Linked DNA regions of Sus scrofa: region 1 is linked to region 2. The links are chromatin contacts, called in public Hi-C maps. All regions are on one chromosome and are shown on one strand. The core of a region is the stretch at or near the end of the contact, and the rest is flanking DNA. Distances in the headings are between cores, read along the strand shown.

Region 1 (7,753 bases), core at 2,135-4,634, 98 kb before region 2:
TGTTCCTTAGGACCAGGGAATACTCTCTGTCACCAACATTCAAGAAGGTTCAGCAATACCTCCCTTCTCATCATCTACCAGGGCCCCAAAATCATGGAGTGCCCTCATTTTTACAATGATACATGTTCTACTCTTATTTTTTCTTTTTTTCTATTTAGGGCCGCTCCTGTGGCATATGGAGGTTCCCAGGCTAGGGGTCTAATCGGAGCTACAGCTGCTGGCCTACGCCACAGCCATAGCAACGCCTGATCTGAGCCTCGTCTGTGACTACCACAGCTCACGGCAATGCCGGATCCTTAACCCACTGAGCAAGGCCAGGGATTGAACCCACAACCTTATGGTTCCTAGTCAGATTCGTTTCCGCTGTACCATGACAGGAACACCACATGTTCTACTTTTAAAGTTCTACATCATTACCATTTGTGTCGGCTCCCTGACACAAAAAGATTGTCAGTCCTCTCACATGAATTTCCCTTTTTGGCAACAGGGTTTGCATGGCCAGATGGTCAATGTGGAGATGGGGGGGAGTGGAGGCAGAGCATGGAGGGAGAATCAGGTACTTAGGGTTAAAGTCACAGCCTGGGGACAAGAGCCTTCAGAATCAGATTCTTAGTGTGGTCAAAACACCCCATCTTCCATCCCTACAGTAGAATGTAAAAAGCACACCCCTCCCCAGCTTCCACCCCACGACTATCTCACAGCACTGCCGAGCTAGAATATCTACGAAGACCAATCTCTATGCGAGTTGGTCTCTGTTTTTCACCACAGCACCTAGAGCAGTGCTTCCCAAACATTAACATGCAGGAGTGAGCTGGGGATCCTGTTAGGTGCATTTCTTGACACAGTTGGTTACATATGTGTGGTCCGTCTTTATTTATGTCAGAGTGGAGATGGTGGAGGTACACGACCAGGTTTAAGGAAACCAAAGGTGTGCTGTCTTCTGGGGAAATGACAATCATTAAAATGGTTATGATGATGACGTCAATGACAATAAAAATTAATATTTTCTGAGCACTTTCTACATGCCAGGCCCTGTGCTAAGTGTTTCGCAGACATTATGACTCACTGAGCACCAAAAAGAGCTGATGAAAATGAGAGTGATTAAAAGATGTTTAGAAAAAGGGAAGGCATTATAAATTCTAGGATGTGCAGGTCAATTGAGCGTCAATAGAGAGCACAATTGTCACACTGTCCCCGTCTAGGACCAATTAGGAAGGCGCTAACTGCCTGATATTTCAGAACGCATCCTTGGGCCAAGCAGGTCAATAACATAGACCAGGTATATCAAAATAAGCCTGCTGTCCTCTGCTGTCACTCCACGGCCCCCCACACCATCCAGGTTGGCCTCTGCAGGCAGGCCTCCATTCAGCTGCTTTGGGAGTGACATGCCTGGATAAGGAGGGGCTTCCTTTGGTGGGTCCTTCCTGTTTTGTCCTGGGATGGGCCCACTAAGCATTGGGCAGCTTAATCAAGGCTGCTCTGCCCAACGCCTCCCCCATGTCCTTGGCCATACAAACTGTGGACGGCTGCTGAGTCTACTAACAGATCACTTTGCCTGTATGAGATGGACACACTTCGCATTCAAAGTAGCTCCTTTATTTGCTGTGACATGGAGAAGGTTCAGTGGCCGTGAGTTTTTCTTGGGCTGGGTCTTGGAGCGCTTCAAGCCCAATGCTTTGCAGGAAAAGACTGGGCAGGTTGCCACTGAGGAAATCCAGCCTGGTGGATTGAGTCAGATGTTGTTGCTTTACAACTGCTATGCAAAGCAGCAGTCCAGAGGCTGAATGCGGCCTGCAGGCCTGTTTCATTAAGCCCCACAGTATTTTAAAAAGTTTTAATACCCTCCATTTTGCCATGATCTAACCATTCCATCTTCCTATACCAAGCCCACACTGAACATTCATATTACCATCCTGTTCCTGTATGGATCTGAATTTTAGACCTTAATCTATAATGGCATATGGAGAGATCTCTTAAGCCTCTAACATTTCAACCTCTGTAACTGCAATGTCCTCCTAAAATGTACTTATTTATTTTTACAGCTCTACCTGTGGCATATGGAAGTTCCTGGGCTAGGAGTTGAATCAGAGCTTCAGCTGCCAGGCTATGCCACAGTCACAGCAATGCAGGATCTGACCCACATCTGTGACCTACACCACAGCTTGAGGCAATGCCAGAGCCTTAAACCGCTGAGCAAGGCCAGGGATTGAACCCACATCCTCACGACTCTAGTCGGATTCTGAAGTACCACAGGAACTTAGCCACCACAGGAACGCCCACCCTTCTAAACTTTAAATGGTGAAATACCAATATTCAAGCTTTCAAAACTACCAAAGTGTCCCATCTTAATGAAGAAGAAGAGGTGCTAAGAAGCTTTAACATGGAATATATCCAGGTCATATAACATTTCTTCAGGATCCCTCCAGTTCATTTCCATGTGGAAAATGTCCTACTATATGAGTCCTGAGGAAGTGGCAGATAGCCAACGTTTCACTTTGCTTCAAAGTAGTTTTAATGATGCAGTGTGTTCAAGCTGCAAGAAGGAGATGATGACTCTTAATCAGGCCCCCACCCAATCAGACTCACACTCTCAGAGGTACCTAGCTCTCCATCTACAAAGAGTTCCATACGCATCACTACCATGTGATACAATGAGGGAAGCAGTAACTGCTGAGAACACATAGCTCCTTACCGGGTCAGAGTATTCGGAATGGGTATCACCCTCCATTACTGCGTCATACAAAAAACAATTCTAAAAACTAGATCACAGAAAGAGAGCCCGGATATCAGACAATGGAGTCAACACAATAAAATATATCCAGCAAGATCACAAGGGTCCTTGGGGCATCTTAGAGAAGTACTCAGCAGAACAATGGGAGTCAACCCGAGGAAGCAAATCCCACTCAATGAACACTGGGGTGGCAATGGGAGGAGAGAGTTGATCCCCTTGGTCTAAGCATCTGTCATGCTGGTGGGCACATCCTGGAGAAAAGCTGCTGATGCCCTTGGCTTGTTCTGCCACATCTCCTCCCCACCATCAACTGACAGCCCCCCGTTTGCGGTGGCCCCCCCACCTGGATGCACACACAAAATGCCAATGTACGGAGATCATTTTTACGACCTGGGCTCTCGGATATTTACTTGAGTCCCTGCACATACTTTCCTTGCACACACATTTCCTTCTCCTCTGTTTTCCACAATCCCTCCTCCCATGTTTTCCATCATTTCTCTTCCACCTCCCATTTTTCCAGCTTGAAGCCACCGCTGGCAACACTGCAATCTCTGGACGGAGGCCAGGCATGGCAGCACAGATCTCTGAGGCAGCACGGGATTGTGAAACCGTCACCTCTTCCTAGGGCTCGGGAGATGCAAAACCTGCCAAGCTGTCAAAGCAAGCCCACTGACTGGCGTACGCATGACCAGGAGCACAGAGGCTTTTCTACACCATGGACATGCTACAGAAACTCTAGCCAGACACACAAAGGGATGAAGACGGTTTAAACAAAAGAAACTGACTGGGGAGAACTGTTGGGCTGGGAGAGGGAGGAATACTATAGGTACTCAGTTCCCTTTAGCCTTTGCCAATTTCACCCTGAAAGAAATTTGATTAAAACTAAATGAAGGTTTCTGGCAGGATGCATCCAACAGGTGCCCTGCTCACCTGTTTTAGAGTGAAGTTACCTGGGGATGAGGGGAACAGAGAGCAATAACATCAATAAATGTGTTGCCTGCCCTTCAAAAAAAGTAAGAGTCCCCAAACAAACCCAAACCCACACAGATAAAACCCCCCAACAGCCTGTTTAGAAAAATTATGCTTTAAATACACTGATCTTAAAAAAAAAAAGTCTGAAGAACAGGCTGTTCTGTAGAACAGCTCGAGTTTCTGCCTGTGCTTTCATTTTAGAAAACAAATGCTCATAGACGCCACAGGGGGAGGAGTTTAACCCAGGGATTCAAACTCACAGAAAATGGCCACCGCCACCGGGCTGCAGAAAACCTGAACACAACAAACAAGGCACTCAGGGGACCTTCTGGGAACACAAGGCACTTACCTGTCACAAGAGTCACTGTCTAGAGACAGATAGAACCTTTCTTTCCGACCAGTAACACAAATCATGGCCTCCAAAGTATTTGTTTGCTGAACACCAAGAGGACTAATCACCCGACTTTTATTACTCTCCCTGAGCCAGGGGACCTCATGGGGGGTGGAAAATAGGTCATTTTGAATGTAAGGTGGATGCCAGGATTGGAGGTAAGGCTCCTGTTTAAGCTTCCTCAAAGAAAGAAATGAAAAAGACCTCGAAAAAGGATTTCCTAAAATAGAGAGACGCGCAAATCATCTTATCAGAAATGCCTATCATCAAATAGAAAAGAAGGTCTTAAAATAGATCATTCGAACACGGCACAAAGCTTTGGAGTGATTTCCTGAAAAATGTCAAAACTGAAAAAAAAAAAGACAAAAACAAATAGTAAGACTATTAAACAACAAAACGAGGTAAGAATTCACTTCGTAGTGTCTATTCACATAAGAAAAAAAAATGTTCTCCCAGGTAATTTAAATGCTGCTGCACAAAAAAGTCAACATAGGATATAGTGGCTAAAGAAACTCCAGAACTGTTAGACCTTGACAGGAAAAAATTTAAAGGTCAGACTTTTTTTTTTTTTTTTAAACCTGATTTAGCACAGCACCCGGGGTAGGCCGGTTCTCTAATGTATGAGCAAAACCCCATTCGGGGCTTCATTTCACAGCCACGTCATCCCTTTTTCCGTCTACCTCTGTGCCCTCTGCTTTCTCAAAGGGGTCCTCCCGCCCCTTCCTGTTTTAAAGCAAAAGTAGAATGTGCACTCGTCCAAGGGAAGAGCAGAACACACAACAGGACGTAGTCACAGGCACCTGGGATGCAGGTATGACTGGCTGCTTCCTCCCCCGATGAGCATCTTGCACCCTGTGACCTGAGTTCGAGTCAGAGATCACAAGACCCGAATAAATAGGTTTCCCAGCAGAAACAGACCAGAAGGCCGAGTAGCTTTTGAAAACAGAAAAATCCTCACTTTGGTCTAGAAGTGAATCAGCCTTCTACTAAAGCGAGTCAGCAATCTCCATGCTTACATGAAAATGCATATACGTTTGGGGAGACTGATTCTGAACTCCAGTCTCTCTTGCCTGGCAAGACAATAAATGCAGCTTTGTTTTTACTGAGTCGGTGGGCTTCTTATCTACTGGTAATCAACTCTGCAAGGGATCAGAAGTTGTTCTAACACCCGAAAAGAACACAAACAGCACGGGGACCTAGAAATGATATCCAACTCACAAGGCAGGAAGTGGTAGCTCCCACCTCTCTCACCTTGCACAAAGCCGGCCTTCAGGGGTTGCCGAAATAACCCCAGGATGTCCCTCTAGCACTTGAAGAGCCACTGGATCTCCCATGACAACAAGGCACCTTGTGATAGACACGCGCACAGGAATGGCCCGCAACTAGGGGTGCTCGAGCCGAGTCTTCCTCTTCTTACTCCCTGAGAAAATGCTTCCTTCCTCTCAAGTCTAAATTATTGTAGACCTTTGCCATTCTCATTTCAATAAGAGAGGGAAAATGCTTTAAAAAATAGGAAATAGCCTCCTGTCTCTCCCGGTTTAAAAAGAAATCTTCTTGGCTACCTTACTTCACAAGACTCCACGGGCTTTGGTAGGATGGACGTTTGCCTTGCACTATCCTTCTAGCAGTGGCTGCTACAGGCCCAGCAGGCCCTGTGGGCTGCTCTCCCTAACAGAACAGTTCTAGTACCTCTTCAGGCTTTGCTTGCCGACAGCCATATCCTGCTCTCCTGCTCATGTGCTTTTAGGACGGGACCTACCTGCTTCTGCAGAGAACGTACTGGAACAGCACGGGGACGCTGGCTTCTGTTCCCAGTTTGCCACTAGCTATGTGACCCTGAGCAAATCCTATGACTTCCCTGCACTTCCGTTCCCTTATCTGGAATGTGAAGAGGTTGGGCTAGTTTATGTCTAAGGTTCTTTCTAGCCATAAAATTTAAAAATATCATTCCCTACCTCCTATTCTGTCACCTTTTGATTGATTTCCAGCCAGTAGGAAGCCTTACTTCCTCCAAAGCAGTCTCTCCCACCCTTAACATCCATGCACTTTCCTCCAAAGTGTGTGGAGCAAAGGCAGGGCCCAGTACTGGTACCTCTCTGAGGACAGTCACAGGGAGCTCTGCAGTTGGGACCTCTGGCGGACCTCAGAGTTACCATTTGCCTATCTCAGCACCTCTGCTTTTCTGCTAGAGAGGAAACAGAATGACTGCACCCTGAAGCTGGAAGGAACTTTTGCCATCATTGAGCCAAACCTGCTCTGGTTACAGGTAAAGAAATCAAGCCAGCAAAGTTACATGCCCTTCTTTCCCAAGGTTGTACAGGGGGTCACGGGAACAAGTCCCAGGCCTTCAGTTCTGTCTCTTACACTGTGGTGTTTTTGACCTTGCCGCCCCCCTCCCCGCCCCCCGCCAACTCTGGTGTTTTCCCCTCGCCCCGTATAAACTTCCTCAGGGCCTCAGAGAGTAATCAACAAACACTAAACACCTCTGGACACCCCCTAAGCACCTGTTTTAAACTTTTTTTTTTTTTTTTTTTTGCTTTTTAGGGCAGCACCTGTGGCATATCAGAGCTGTAGCCGCTGGCCTACACCAGAGCCACAGCAACACAGGATCCTGTAACACAGCTCACAGCAATGCCAGGTCCTTAATCCACCTAGCAAGGCCAGGGATAGAACCTGCATCCTCATGGGTGCTAGTCAGGTTTGTTAACCGCTGAGCCATAAGCCACAGCGGCAACACCTGTTTTAAACTTTCAAAGTGACAGGGCGACTCTGGGAACATCTAGCCCCCCCCCCCACAGGGACAGTGATAGCTAGGGCAAGTCAAAATCTTTAATCTTATCAGTGCAGAAATCCATTGGTGTTTTTCACTTTTAGAAAAGCTTGCCGCAGCATGTGGATGGTAGATAAGAATAGGTGAGAAAGATTGGGAGGCCCCATGAGGGCGGAGTCCTGATCTGATACCTGTTCAACAGATAGTTGATATCTGTTGAACAAACTTAAGTTTGCACGTTACCTCTCCCTATTTGCTTCTTGTCAAAAATTCTGATGTTACAGTAACATCAGGGACGGGTTTCTAAGCCACAATCAGAAACAAGGATCTACTTCATGCCCTCAACACGTGGCTGGGGAAACAACGTGGGGTGTGGAGAGGGGAAGCTGGAATTGACAGTCAGATAAGAGCCCAGGGGGTAAAAATCTCATTTCTCCAACATCAGCCTCAGTACTGAACCTCTTTGCCTCAGTTTCCATCACACCAGTTTATTTGGCAGTTCTAGTCAGAAGGCTGATATAATGCACCCAAGGTATAGAAGGGACTCCATGATAGCCAATTCTGTCTTCTCCTCCCCCGGGGGCTGTTGGGTATAAACAGAGAAACCCTGCTTCTAGGCCAGGCTCCAGGCCACTGGCAATCCTGTTCCAAAGAAGCAAACTGTCAGCGGAATACCAACAATGTTACAAAATGACTCAGTATAGTTTTAATAAACATCTGCCTGTTAAGTCATCTGATTTTTAAAATTATATACAGGGGGCCATAAAGTGCAATTTAATATACACAAGTCAAATATATTTTATATTCTTCATACATAGCTTAACACCAAACATTAGAGACATTTCAGTTCTTTTCCGTGAATAAGCAGAGAAGAGAGCTGGGACTAGGA
Region 2 (7,669 bases), core at 2,636-5,135:
AGATGCCTATTTTGTACCTTAGGATGACATGGGAAACATACAAACCTTTGCCAGCCAAAGGAGACTTCAAAGATCTCGGTTGCTTTAGAGGCAAACTACAATGTAATAACAGAACCAGGACAAGAGGAAGTGAAAGAACTTCTGCAAGGCACAGTTAGCAGTAGCGCTCTGAAAAGTAGTGTTTCCTGTTTGCTGCAAACCTCCTTCTTCCACAGGGGCCTTGCTTGGTGTTCTCAGGTCCTGTTGCCAGTGGCTCTGGGTCAATTCACTGAAAGTTGTTTCCATTTTACCTTCCTAGCCCTTCCCATTCCACCCCTTCCCCTCCCGCTTATCAAGTTTCTTCAGTTGTTTCTAATTTGTCTCAGTCTTCCCCCGCCCTTTGTTCTCACTTCCCCCAGTCCTTTCCAGTACCTTTTGGTTCCTCCAAACCCTGGGTGCTTTCCCCCTCACCCATCAATTCCAGTCCCGCCAAATCACTCCCAGTCCCATAGATCGTTCCCCTCACACACCTGTCCTTTAGTCCCTCCCACTAGGTCATTCCCTAGCCCCTCCCACTGTTTCCTAGCCACCTCTACTACCTCAAATAGGTGCTTTTAAAATTCCATACCTTGTTTTTTATAATTATTTTTTTCTATTATAGTTGGTTTACAATGTTCTGACAATTTTCTACTGTACAGCAAAGTGACCCAGTCACACACACTCACACACATTTTTTCTCACATTATCCTCCATCATGCTCCATCACAAGTGACTAAATATAGTTCTCAGTGCTATACAGCATGATCTCATATCCATTCCAAAGGCAATAGTTTGCATCTCTAGATTCCCAGTCCACCCCACTCCCTCCCCCTCAGCAACCACAAGTCTGTTCTCCAAGTCCACGAGTTTATTTTCTGTGGAAAGGTTCATTTGTGTCACAGATTCCAGATATAAGTGATATCATATGGTACTTGTCTTCTCTTTCTGACTTACTTCACTTAGTATGAAGATTCTCTAGTTCCATCCATGTTGCTGCAAATGGCATTATTTTGCTCTTTTTTATGGCTGAGTAGTATTCCATTGTGTATATATACATCTTCTCAATCCATTCATCTGTCAATGGACATTTAGGTTGTTTCCATGTCTTGGCTATTGTGAATAGTGCTGCAATGAACATACGGGTGCATGTGTCTTTTTCAAGGAAAAGTTTTCTCCGGATATATGCCCAAGAGTGGGGTTGCTGGGTCATACAGTAGTTCTGTGTATAGATTTCTAAGGTACCTCCATACTGTTCTCCATAATGGTTGTACCAGCTTACATCCCACCAACAGCGAAGGAAGGTTCCCTTTTCTCCCACCCTCTCCAGCATTTGTCATCTGTGGACTTATTAATGACGGCCATTCTGACTGGTGTGAGGTGGTATCTCATGGTAGTTTTGATTTGCATTTCTCTAATAAGTGATGTTGAGCATCTTTTCATGTGCTTGTTGGCTGTATCAATTTATACTCACATCAACACTGAATTCTATGGAAAGGCTTGATGTCAGACACACCTTCATCAAACCTGTTACTCCCTTCAACTTTTTTTAATGGCTGTTTCCATGGAATATGGAAATTCCCGGGCCAGCAATTGAATCTAACAGCTGCAACTCATGCCACAGTTGTGGCAACACCAGATCCTTTAACCCACTGCTCAGGGCTGGGGATCAAACTCACACCTCTGCAGCTACCTGAGCTGTTGCAAATGGATTCTTAAAACATTATGCCACAGAGGGAATTCATTCCTTTTTCTTCCTTTTTTTTTTTTTTTTTGCACCCTTGACATGCAAAAGTTCCTGGGCCAAGGATCAAACCAGTGCCACACATGTAACCAGAGCCACATCAATGACAATGTCAGATCATTAATCTGCTGGGCCACCAGGGAACTCCCCCTACTACTCTTTTTTAACCATCTGATAATATGTTGTGAAAATAAACACATTCCTGCTGTTTTATCTTGTTTTTTTTTTTTTTTTTTTTTTTTTTTTTTTTTTTTTTTTTGGCTTTTTAGGGCCACATCAAGGCACATAGAGGTTCCCAGACTAGGGACTGAATTGGAGCTATAGCTACCGGCCTACACCACAGCCACAGCAACACCAGATCTGAGCTGCGTCTGCGACCTACACCACTGCTCATGGCAATGCCAGATCCTTAACCCATTGAGCGAGGCCAGGAATCAAACCGGTGTCTTCATGGATACCAGTCAGGTTTGTTTCTGCTGAGCCACGACCGGAACTCCTTATCTTGTATTTCCTTGATTACCAATAATGTTGAGAACCTTGTCAGATGTTTTTTGGTCAACTGTATCTTTGAATCTGCAGATTGCCTGTTCATATTCTTTGTCCATTTTTCAATTAGGTTGCCTTTTTCTTATTGATTTACATATTTGGGCTATTAATCTTTTATATATCACGACTATTTTCTCCTAGATGTCCCTTTTGTGTGTGTGTGTGTGTGTGTGTGTGTGTGTGTGTGTGTCCTTTTGCATTTTCTAGGGCCACACTTGTGGCATATGGAGGTTCCCAGGCTAGGGGTCTAATCAGAGCTGTAGCTGCCAGCCTATACCAGAGCCACAACAACGCGGGATCTGAGCCACGTGTGACCTACACCACTGCTCATGGCAATACCGGGTCCTTAACCCACTGAGCAAGGCCAGGGATCGAACCCGCAATGTCATGGTTCCTAGTCAGATTCATTAACCACTGAGCCACAACGGGAACTCACCCTTCTCTTCTAACTAACTGGACTGTGACAGACTGAATAATCAGGCAGATATATTGGAACACTGGCCAACAAAGATTTTTCAGAAATGTTCAAAGGCTGTTTAAAAAATTCCGTCCAGGGAGTTCTTGTGTGTGGTGCAGCGGGTTAAGGATCCAGCGTTGCTGCAGCTGTGGTGGTGCAGACTGCAACTGCAGCATGGGTTCAGTCTCTGGCTGGGGAAACTTCCACATGCCACAGATGCAGAAAAAATAATCCATCCAGTATGAACTGCTGTAAACTTTATAAATAGGCAAAAGCAGCAAGTAAATATGGTCTGTTGATCAGGAAACTGGGTTTCAGCAAGTGGATCTGCTTCCTTTACCAGCATATCTGTCTCAATACCTCAAAATGTGACTGCTTTTCTTAGTTTTATATGTCTATTTCCCCTTCTTAGTCATTACCTTTAATCATTTTCTTTTGTAGTCGCACAGAAACACATTTTATTTTGGAAAGGTTTAAAATACACATATATTTGTAGATAACTGTAGTAGACATTTTTGGTGCCTGCCCAATAATCATTCTTCCTTCACCCATGATAGCCAAGCCTGGATTTTGCTAGGGTATCTGCTCAAACTTGTTAATTGGATTGTTTAATTCTCCAATTTACTAACTGACTTACAAATTTCTGAGTAAGTTACATTAAGAGAAGAGGTAGGAGAAACCCAGAAATCATGGTTTCAGAGCTCCACACGTGCTGTAAGACTGGGGAACCTCACCGATGACCACAGTGGGAGAGGACCACTCACTCAACCACAGTGTAGTTAGCCTGCCTTTGTGCCTGTTGAGGGTTCCACTTAGAAAGTGCTCATGCAAGTTCTAAAGGGGTCTAAAGTGGATTTGGTGTGCAGTGGTTTACAGAACTGGTGGGCTGGCGAGCCCAGTAGATATCTAGTCCTATGAGGGCTTCAGGTGAGAGAACTTGGCAGAAGTGTGATAGATATTGGCATCCTGCCTGATCTTAGGGGAGAGGGGACTGAGCCAGAGCAGAGAAGGTCTTTTTATGAGGGACTTTGTACAGCTTGAACTGACGGCCTTGTGAATGTGGTGAGACTGCACATGTGGCAAGAGGTCTGGGACTCTCAGGTTACAAGTCAAATATCACAAATATGTTGTTGACACAGACTCAAAGAGCCATGAAAGGCTCACAGAATTCCTGAGAGCCCAACAGTGTACAGTTGGGGCCAATATACCAGATGAATATGCTGCAAAACAGACACAATGCTTACATAGAGGAAGGGAATCTTCTCTTCCATACATTCTTTTAACTTTTTTGTTATAAAATATCTCACACAGAAAATAATTGAACATGTATGAGATAAAGAAGGTGAATAAACATCACATATTCATCTAGCTTAAGAACGAGAACTCCACCAATCCCTTTTCCTATGTATATTTTCATTTAATACCCTGAGCTGAAAACTGAACACAACACCAACACCTCACTTCATATTTCATTTTGGCCAGAACTGCACCACATGCCCACACCTGAACATGCCATTTCAAGGGTGACAGGACTATTGTGATTGCTTAGACAGTGGTTTTCAAACTCTTTGGTCTCAGGACCCCCATACACTCTTAAAAATTACTGAGGAGGAGCTCCTGCTGTGGCTCAGCAGTTATCGAGTCCAACTAGCATCCACAAAGATGGAGGTTTGATCCCTGGTCTCACTCAGGGGGTTAAAGATCCAGTGTTGCCATGAGCTGTGGTGTATGTAGCAGATGCCACTCAAATCCCGAGTTGCTGTGGCTGTGGCGTAGTCCAGGGGCTACAGCTCCAATTGGGCCCCTAGCCTGGGAACCTCCATATTCCATGGGTGCGGCCCTAAAAAGACAAAAAAATTTTTTAAAATAACTTTTAAAAATTACTGAGGATGCCAAAGAACTTTTGTTTTTGGGTTATATCTATCAGTAATGACTATATTAGAAATTAAAACTGAGAAAATATTTACTTCACTTTAAAATTATAGTAATAAATCCAATACTTGTCAACACACACACTTTTTAAGAAAAATATATTTTCCAAAACAAAAAGTAATCAGAAGAGTTGCACTGTTTCACATTTTTGCAAATCTGTCTGGCTTAAAAGAAGAGGGTTGGATTCTCATATCTGCTTCTGTATTCCAGTCTGTTCTAATGTTGTTTTGGATGAACTATATGAAGAAACTTTGGCCTCAGAGATAAGCAGTTGAAAATGAGGGGATTATCTTAATAGCCTTTTCAGATATTTTTGGAGATTCACCTTTTGACGCTACACCAAAACTCAACAAATCATAGCTTCTTGGTAGCAATGTGGAGTCTAAAACCACATCAATGAACTTTTCATACTCTGTTACATTAAAAATCAACTATAATAGAAAAAACAAAAATCTTACCAAAAAATCCATTGGGCTATCTTATAATTGGAATGCAATTTTTTTTTTTTACCCATGCATCATGGTTTTGTAATATCGTGTATTGGACATTTGGAAAATATCAGTTCACTAAATGTAGTGCTATTAAAATATGTCCACATATTCTTTGGTACTCCTTCCTTTAGGAGGTGGAGCTTAATTTCCCTCTTTTTGAGTAGCGGCTGTGCATATGACTAGGTTCTGATGAGTAGAATATGGTAGAAATTACAGACTGTGACTTATGAGGGTAGATCATAAAAGACACTGGGGCTTCAATCTTGTTCCCTCTCTCGGATCACTTGCTCCGGGGGAAGTAAGCTGCCATGTTATGAGAACACACAAAGCCCTGTGGAGAGGTCCATGTGATGCGAAACAGAGTCTCCTGCCAACAGCCAGGAGTGCGTTATCTTAGAAGCAGGCAGTCTAGCTCCAGGCATGCCTTTGGATGACTGCAGCCTCAAGAGGCAGACATCTGGTCTGCAACTGTAGCTGAAACCCTAAGTCAGAACCACCTGTATAAGTCGCTCCCAAATTCTTGACACAGAAACTGTGAGATCATAAATAGTTGTTGTTTTAAACCACTATGTTTTCTAATAATTTGTTATGCAACAACATGCATCTAATATACTGAGCTTTGAAGATCTTCTAAATGTTGACACATTTTATTATTCGATATATTCAAGAAGTCACATTTGCCAATATCACCATCAAGCTCATCAGAAGAATCCTTTAAGTGTGTGAAGCTGTCAAGATGGTAGACAGATTTTTCAAAATTCTAATTTTTGCTTGAAAGACCAAATTTTATCACTGGGAATGAATATGTAAATTGTTCCCCTTAAAGTGACAAGCTGACTTTTTCATCTTCTAGAAATGTCTATCAGATACCTAAGTCTGAAAAATCTCTGTTATCCAGTTACTCAAGTAAAAGAAGTATTTATCAGAGGAGCATCTAGTACACCTAGCAAATCAAAGAAGCAAAGAATTGCTTTTTGCCAAGCAAGTGACACCTATTGCCACCTCCAGGGCAGGAGTCCTACCACAAGAGGACAGCAATGGGTATACAATGCCTGCTGCCAGAGTAGCAGCCCCAGGGTATCAACCTACTTCATGGTTTGCAAGTGTTGGAGGTGCTAGAAAGACACAACTCATACAGGCACTAGGCGGAACAACGCTTTACTCCCTACTCTCCAAGACAAAGAGCAAGATCAGCTTCAATGGTGATTTCCCCCACAGCCAGCAGATCTTTATGCATGCTTCTTGTACCACAAGTAAAATACCTCACTTCCTTCCCTCTAGGAACAGATACAGCAGCAGGTTTGGCGCCATACGACACATATGCTCAAGCAGAACAAAGTACACATCCAGTCTGCAAGTGGGAAAGATATTTCCAAACAAAGACATATACCCAGCACAGGATATGATAGCTCTTTTTATCTTTGCAAGGAAATGTTCTAGGCCCGTGGCACATTCTTACACAACTGTACAGGGGTTGAAAGACTGAGAACCTGACTCCATTTCCTAACACTTCTCCTCAAGACAAATACAGTAATTTGGAACGCAGGAGACTTGCTTGATGTATACTTCCCATTCTATCACACAGAATAACAAAAGGACAGGTACCCAAGGTTCAAAATTGAGTAAAATGAATATTTTTAAAGCTTTCATTAAGGAAATTCTGTTAAAAGAAGAAAAAAACAGCGTCCAAATGGAGTCACTGGTGCTAAGGCTCATGTCAGCAAACAAGGACTTAATACTTTTTTTTTTTTTTTTTTTTTGGCTTTTTGCCATTTCTTGGTCTGCTCCCGTGGCATATGGAGGTTCCCAGACTAGGGGTCCAATCGGAGCTGTAGCTGCCAGCCTACGCCAGAGCCACAGCAACGCGGGATCCGAGCCGCATCTGCGACCTACTGCACAGCTCACGGCAACGCCAGATCGTTAACCCACTGAACAAGGGCAGGGATCAAACCCTCAACCTCATGGTTCCTAGTCGGATTCGTTAACCACTACGCCACGACGGTAACTCCATGGACTTAATACTTAACCTAAGTGCAGTTTTGGCCTCTCCCAGAAATGTGACCTTTATTCAGTCACTCTGAAATTTCATGACCAGCAAGCATGAGGTAATCCATCTGACAGACCCCTGCCTTTCATCAAGGAAGATTTCCTTGCCTGAAACTCTATAAAATGTATTCTTCATCTGCCTGCTTACGGATACATATAGTTCTGTCTTTCGAGATACACAGTAATGGTGGGCCTCATTTCCTCTCATTTCCCAAGGCCTTCACGCTAACCCTCCCATTTTGCTTCTGTAACTTTGTCTCGAATATTTTACAGCTCCTTCTCAGTCCTTTCTTCCCTTCTATTTTCCTCTTTCCCTCCAAACGCTCCAGACCCCCTATCTCTATCCCAATCCCACTGTTGCTCCCATTTCTAGCCAGGTACTCTAAGTGACCTCCAAGGGGAAAAGTGAAAATAAGCATTGGGGCCCAAAGAGGCTTT

What was found. Hi-C and Micro-C count contacts between places; a contact is called where the count stands out from the background.
Region 1: a Hi-C map of liver shows a contact between it and region 2, with 3 times the contacts expected there. The contact joins two enhancer-like sites. A contact is called at or near these places in 11 of 47 Hi-C or Micro-C datasets (adipocytes, embryonic fibroblasts, fetal heart ventricle and 5 more) and 2 of 2 datasets of contacts at active chromatin or transcription factors (alveolar macrophages and skeletal muscle).

What each region holds. Positions count from the first base shown.
Region 1 is chr13:82,151,737-82,159,489 of Sscrofa11.1, reverse strand. It overlaps a transcript of ZBTB38 not described here. Among named protein-coding and RNA genes, the nearest start is that of ZBTB38, 33 kb to the left of the region's middle. Within about 2 kb of position 3,384, at least 28 of the 83 cell types and tissues checked have an H3K27ac peak or open chromatin away from gene starts, as enhancers often do. A contact at or near this core is called in liver, where this site is marked.
Region 2 is chr13:82,054,532-82,062,200 of Sscrofa11.1, reverse strand. It overlaps a transcript of ZBTB38 not described here. Among named protein-coding and RNA genes, the nearest start is that of PXYLP1, 110 kb to the right of the region's middle. Within about 2 kb of position 3,885, at least 12 of the 83 cell types and tissues checked have an H3K27ac peak or open chromatin away from gene starts, as enhancers often do. A contact at or near this core is called in liver, where this site is marked.